Linked DNA regions of Mus musculus: region 2 is linked to region 1. A link is a contact called in public promoter capture Hi-C data. All regions are on one chromosome and are shown on one strand. The core of a region is the stretch at or near the end of the contact, and the rest is flanking DNA. Distances in the headings are between cores, read along the strand shown. Region 1 holds the start of E330021D16Rik (RIKEN cDNA E330021D16 gene). Region 2 has its middle 28 kb from the start of Plbd1.

The links. Promoter capture Hi-C pulls out the DNA fragments that hold promoters and counts their contacts.
Region 2: a promoter capture Hi-C map of the HPC-7 cell line shows a contact between it and region 1, with 6 times the contacts expected there. The contact joins the enhancer-like site here to the promoter of E330021D16Rik in region 1. A contact is called at or near these places in 5 of 39 promoter capture datasets (the HPC-7 cell line, embryonic stem cells, liver and 2 more), 3 of 484 Hi-C or Micro-C datasets (embryonic stem cells and pre-B cells), 2 of 115 datasets of contacts at active chromatin or transcription factors (both in embryonic stem cells) and 2 of 9 other capture datasets (adipose tissue and liver).

The regions. Positions count from the first base shown.
Region 1 is chr6:136,414,003-136,417,381 of GRCm38.p6, reverse strand. It overlaps E330021D16Rik (RIKEN cDNA E330021D16 gene), which reads left to right and starts at 1,813. Exons shown (of 2, transcript NM_001201390.1): 1 at 1,813-2,055.
Region 2 is chr6:136,688,452-136,691,830 of GRCm38.p6, reverse strand. No RefSeq gene overlaps it. Among named protein-coding and RNA genes, the nearest start is that of Plbd1, 28 kb to the right of the region's middle. Within about 2 kb of position 1,545, at least 123 of the 459 cell types and tissues checked have an H3K27ac peak or open chromatin away from gene starts, as enhancers often do. A contact at or near this core is called in the HPC-7 cell line and adipose tissue, where this site is marked.

The DNA.
Region 1 (3,379 bases), core at 564-3,063:
CTATCCCAAGAGTTACTATGTAGCCACAGATGGCAAGCTCTTGATCCTCACACAACATCTTTCAAGTCTTGGCATTAAAGGCATGTGCTACCGTCCAATATTTCATTATATTTTCCTGCCTATATATCATATACACCTTGCTTATATTCATATATATACACACACATATATATACATACACACACATATATACATATATGTAATTTAAATCTAGTCCCTATATATGATAGACTAAACCTTTTACTTTTATAAGTTATTTGCTTCAGGTATTTTACTATAGAAATGGAACGCCGCCTCATACAGAAACCTATTGGTAAGCGCTTTCAAACTAGGTATCAATAATGCCTAAAATAAACAACTCTTCACCAGACCGTCCAGGAAGGCTGTGTCCAGCCACTGTGTTCAGAAGGAGAGGCCGTGTCATGCTCGACACGTGAAGAAGCCGTGTATGTAAATACTGCTGGCAATGATACCGAAAACCTAGACACTCTGTGGGCACCGTGGACTTTATAGAAGCAGGGTTGCTTTCCTTGTTAACCCTTTCCTAACCAGTACCTTCCAGTTTTCTAACGTTCCACATTTTGAGGTCATACTTCATTCTGAGGTGATTTTATTGCCTGTTGGCCTAGCAATTTCAAGGCAAAAAGCACACTTAGTTTCCTCGAATGTGCATGTTGGCCATCTTTGGTCCTTTTAGCTGGTGTTCATGGTGAGAATGGAAGCAAATGTTGCTGAAGGGATAGACTCAAGGAAAGACTTGTGTATCTGCTGCCTGTGACCTCACACATGAGTTTTCTGATTTGAGAGAACGTCATACCCCGTTCCACAGCTTCCGGTGTTTTGTGTGGAGAAAGGAAGGGAATGGTGGTCTGCGTTCAGGATTCCTTGGGCTCAGTGAGACTCCAGGAACAAGTCTGTGCCCTTCGGTCACTTCATTTTGCGTCAGTGTCCTGGCTAGTTTTATGTCTGCTTCATAGAACCTAGGGTCCTTAGAGAACACAGTTCCATAAGTTTAGGCTTCAGGCCTACCTGTAAGGCATTTTCTTAATTCCTCATTGAAGAGCACCAGCCCTGCCTCCAGGTTCCTGCCCTGCTTTGAGTTTCTGTCCTGACTCCGTTTGGTGATGAACAGTGATGTGGAAGCAGAAGCCACATAAAGTCTTTCCTCCCCAACTCTTTGGCCAAGGTGTTTTACGGCAATACGCATCCTCGCTGAGACAAGTTGGTACCGGGATAGTGGGTATTGCTGTGACAGAACTGACCACACTTTGGGGGGAGGATTGTGGAAGAACTTTGGGCTAGAAAAGTTATTGATTGTTAAGAGCTCACTGAGCTGTTCTGTGGCAGCTTTCAAAACCAGAATGCTGAGAGAGCCGTGCAGAAGATGGAGGCCTGGCTTGGAACCCTTCAGAGACTCTACCAGGGCACTTGCATGAAGAATCTGTGGTATTTGGTCAGCTGGAACTGAAGAATCAGCTGTGATTAATAAGAGACCAGAACCACTAAAGTAAAATGTTTGCTTTGCTGGGACAATAGGTGCTGGTCAGCTAGGGCTGAAGAATCAGCTATGGTTAAGAAGAGACCAACAACATCATTGAGGTGAAATCTTCTGGGAAGCATTTCCTTAGGGCCAGCACACAGAAGCTGCGGTCCAGAAGTGGCCAAGTTTGTGCAGCCTTGTGATAGCAGCTGAACTTGGTAGTTGAAGTCACCCAGGTGGTACTGGTTTAGAAGGCAGGAAGGGGTCACGGAGAACAGCTGAGGTTTGCTACTGGGAGAGGCCATAAAGGAAGGCAGAGCCAAAGAGGCAATAGGAGCTCCGGGATTCAAGAGGTCATGCAGAGAAGTTGAGGCTTGGCACCACGAAGAGAGGCTGTGAGAGGCTGTGAGTGAAAGTGTCGCCTAGCTTTAGCAGAAGATTCCAGCATTTCGGAGATTCCAGTACCACGCCTGGGATGACCTCCAAGAACGGCAGTCTCGGCCACTAGAAGACAAGCTGTGTTGCAGAGAGCAGAGCCAGAAGAGGGTCCCAAGCCTGTTGGAAGGGCCCAGATTGTGAGTAACTCTCAGATATTAGACACTGAATTATTTATACTACTGGAGTTTTGATTTTGCTTTGTTCATATTGTGACTGTGTCTTGGTTTTTCCTCACTTGAGGTATGAAAGCACTTCAATTTCTTTTCTCTTTTCTTTTCTTTTCTTTTCTTTTCTTTTCTTTTCTTTTCTTTTCTTTTCTTTTCTTTTCTTTTCTTTTCTTTTCTTTTCTTTTCTTTTCTTTTCTTTTCTTTTCTTTTCTTTTCTTTTCTTTTCTTTTCTTTTCTTTTCTTTTCTTTTCTTTTCTTTTCTTTTCTCCCTTTCCTTTCCTTTCCTTTCCTTTCCTTTCCTTTCCTTTCCTTTCCTTTCCTTTCCTTTCCTTTCCTTTCCTTTCCTTTCCTTTCTTTTTCTTTTCTTTTCTTTTCTTTTCTTTTCTTTTCTTTTCTTTTCTTTTCTTTTCTTTTCTTTTCTTTTCTTTTCTTTTCTTTTCTTTTCTTTTCTCCCTTTCCTTTCCTTTCCTTTCCTTTCCTTTCCTTTCCTTTCCTTTCCTTTCCTTTCCTTTCCTTTCCTTTCCTTTCCTTTCCTTTCCTTTCCTTTTCCCTTTTCCCTTCTTTTCCTTTTCCCTTCTTTTCCTTTTCCCTTCTTTTCCTTTTCCCTTCTTTTCCTTTTCCCTTCTTTTCCTTTTCCCTTCTTTTCCTTTTCCCTTCTTTTCCTTTTCCCTTCTTTTCCTTTTCCTTTCTTTTCCTTTTCCTTTCCCCTTCTTTTCCTTTCCCCTTCTTTTCCTTTCCCCTTCTTTTCCTTTTCCCTTCTTTTCCTTTTCCCTTCTTTTCCTTTTCCCTTCTTTTCCTTTTCCCTTCTTTTCCTTTTCCCTTCTTTTCCTTTTCCCTTCTTTTCCTTTTCCCTTCTTTTCCTTTTCCCTTCTTTTCCTTTTCCCTTCTTTTCCTTTTCCCTTCTTTTCCTTTTCCTTTCTTTTCCTTTTCCTTTCTTTTCCTTTCTTTTCCTTTCTTTTCTTGTTTTTTGAGACAGGGTTCTCTGAAGCCCTGGCTGTACTAGAACTCACTTTGTAGACCAGGCTGGCCTTGAACTCAGAAATCTGCCTGCCCCTGCCTCCCGAGCGCTGGGACTAAAGGGGGGTGCCACCACGCCTGGCTCTTCATTTCTTTTTGATTTTATAAAAGCCCACATTTGAGAGATTTTAAACTTAAAACTTTTTTAATCTTACAGAGAATTTGTGTTTTAAAAGACTGGATTTTTTTTTTTTTTAAAGAGACAACCTTTCAAGTGGTGAGTTTGTAAGGCTGTGGGACTTTCCAAGTTTGTAAAATGGTTTTGTCTTAGAGTTTC
Region 2 (3,379 bases), core at 296-2,795, 270 kb before region 1:
AGCTTTGCATCACGCCTTCGCTGTCATGCCAAGAATATTACATTTTTCCTCTTACGTCAGCGCAAATGCTAGTGAATTGTTTTCCCATCTCCGTACACTCGTTCCTACAGTCAATTGGCCACTAAATTTTGTCTGTTTGAATTTTCAACTTCTCATTTCTACCCCAGCAGGTATATGTCTTCTCACGGCTGGACTGCTGGACCGTCCTAGCCAGTGCCTGATGCGAGAGGCATCACTCTCTGTCCATCAAGCTTGCTCACATGCTCTAAAATACGTGGCTTTTGTGTCACATGCGTGCAGGTACCCAAGGAGGCCAGAAGAGGGAGCCAGAACCCCTGGAGTTGGAGTTACCAGAAGGTATGATCCGTCTGACAGGGTGCTAGGGATGGAACTGCAGTCCTTTGCAAGAACAGCCAGACCTTGCTGAGCTGTCTCTCCAGCCCCAGGATTCCTCCCAGTGTCAACAATTAACCTCTTGGCAATCTCTTCTCACTGCAAACCTGCTCCTTGCTCTATCTCCTCATTTTGTCAGTGGTAGCTTCTGTCATCCAGTTGCCCTGGTCAAACACCTTAGAGCCAGCCTTGCCATATGTCCATAGCTAAGATGTCAGTCAGTTCTGAAGCTTACACGCTGCCTTCCTAGGACAGATCCCTGAGAGAAGAGCCTACCCATCTTCCTCTGTATCCCCAATGCTGAATGATTGACAGCTCCAAAGCTGTCCAACGTGTAGTCACAGACTGTTGAATTCCTGCGTAATTATCTGCATTTTAGTCACGTCTATTTTCTTATTTAGTTGAGCAAGCCTGTGCAAGCAATCCCATAATTACATTGCAAAAACAACAATGAGAAACTTTAAACATGTGCTGAGATATAAGACTTTTGTATCCATTAGCTGTTTGTTTGAGACAAGCTCTCACTACTTAGTCCTGGCTGGCCTTGAACCACCCATTCACAGCTTGTGTCACAGCTTCGTCTCAGTGTCAGGGCATCTGTGTATCCAGATAAGTGGTCTCCATTTTGCAATACAAAGATCTGTGCACCATAGACCTGTGACTTGAGAGACGAAGCTCTGAGGAAAGGAAAAAAGCATATCTGACCATTGCTGGTGTGTGGTTTTGCTATGGCTCGTGGTTGAGATTGCGTTTCTGGTGGTAAGGATGGAACCTGGGGCCTTGCATACTAAGCAAGCACTCCACACTGAGCGGCATCCTTGTCTCTGTCTGCCTTTGCTGTCAGTTTTGAGCTGACAAGCTTTGCAATTTTTTTTTTTCACAGATCTTGGGATTTGTGTCACAAAATGCTCTTACTGCCACAGCAATGTGTGGAATGTGAAAGGGGGGAGGTCAAAGGTAGAAAAGAGAGACTAGCCCTGAGTGCCTAGGGCTCAGTCGAGAATGGAATGGGGGAAGGAAGCTGCAAAGACCCTAAAGCAGGAGAGGGGGCGGGACTCAGATGACCCAGGGAAGACACTTTGCAGTGGTTGACTGAGGGTAAGTGAAAATCTCTGTGCTGTTGTCTACGGCTCTTAAAGGGAAGTTGAGGGGATTCCCACACTACGGCTTTCTCTTCCTCTCTGAAGAGGGAGGTGGGCCGCCTACTCAGAACAGAATCAGTGAGAGGGGAAGTTCGAAAAGTGAACCATCCATTTTCAAGTACTCTGAGGAAGTGAGAGGGTAGGCCGAGCAGGGAGACTTAATAGGACGGCTGAGGTGATTTTTCTCCAGCTGTGGTCTGCTAGGGGCGGCAGACAGAGCCTCTAGCTGGATTCGTCTGCGTATTTTGCCGGCTGGAGTTGCTGTAATAAAACATCATGACCAACAGCAACTTGGAGACAAAGGGGTTTATTTTATCTCCCGCTTCCAGGCCACAGTCCATCGCAGAGGGAGGGCAACAGGAACTCAGGGCAGAAACACTGACTGAGGCAGGAGCTGAAACAGAGGCCATGGAGGGGTGCTGCTTACTGGCTTGTTCCTCACGACTTGCTGAGCCCGCTTTCTTATACAACTCAGGACCACCTACCAAGGGGTGGCCTCCTCCACCTGCTATGGGCTACTCCCCCCGCCCAATCAATCATTGATCATAAAACTGCACTACAGTCTCACCAACAGATGTATGTATTCTCAGTTGAGCGTCTCCCTTCCAAGATAACTCCAGCTTGTGTCAAGTAAGAAAGGCCAACAAGGCCAGCTGGGTTATATTAACAATTGTGAGGTCTCCATAGGCCTGTTGTGATACCCAGGGGTCGTGACCAAGCCCTAGGAACTCTATAATGTCAATTATGTCTTTTCAAAATGAGCTATTTCAGTGCAAAGAAGTCAGTTTACAAAACAAACCAAAAGTATAACTATAAAATAAAACCATAGCAAACCTTACCAAAATTAATGTCACAAATAAAAGACCTGGTGACCTGATGTTTATATTTTAACTTTGATGGAAATACATCTGTGACATGTGTGATTTTATTTATTTACACATCACATAAAAATCTAGAATTCTCTTTTCTGCACTTGTCAATGAAACATCTGACTTCTGTTCAGCATTAAGTGTCTTGTTGATGAATGTTATGCCCCGACTTGCTTTTTTTTTTTTTTTTTCTGAGACAGGGTTTCTCTGTGTAGCCCTGGAACTCCCTCTGTAGACCAGGCTGGCCTCGAATCTGACTTGCTTTTTAAACAGGAAATGTATTCTTGGGGACTGTGTTCTGAGGTAACAAAATTCATCATCAGCACGAAGCTGTTAGACTCCAGCCTGGGTGTGTTGCCGAGCACCTTTATTCCCAGCACTGAGGATTGTCTCCACAGGAAGTTCCAGGCCAGCCCGGGCTGCACAGTGACACCTTGCCTCCAAATAAATAAGTAAATAAATAAATGTTAGGCTTCTTGAACTAATTTATAAAATTAGCATGATCAAAAAAATACCAACCAAACTCTTATAGAATAGACAGGGTTTCTTAAAGTATAAATACTCAAGGGCAGACAGGAAGACAGTAATACTAACAAAACCAAGGGGAACACATATCAATCCATTGTAAAGCTTCCATCATGAAAACAACAAGGTGAACTGTGCTGGATAGAAGAGAAAAGGAATCGATTCAGTTAGCATATAAATAAATGTATTATAAAGACGGTGTTCCACGTCACCCAGAAACAGTGAACTTTTGTAGTAAATATGCTGGAATTTGTAGTAAATATTCTGCCAGTTGGAAAGATAAAGTTGTATCCTTCACCCCTAAGAGTAAACTTCAGCAGGGCACGCCGCTGTACACTACACATCCGTAAGTCCCCGCACCGGGATGACCGAGGCAGAAGGACTTTGAATTTGAGGCCAGCCTGGCTATGTAGCAAGACCACATCTCCAAAGAATAAATAAATTAATAAA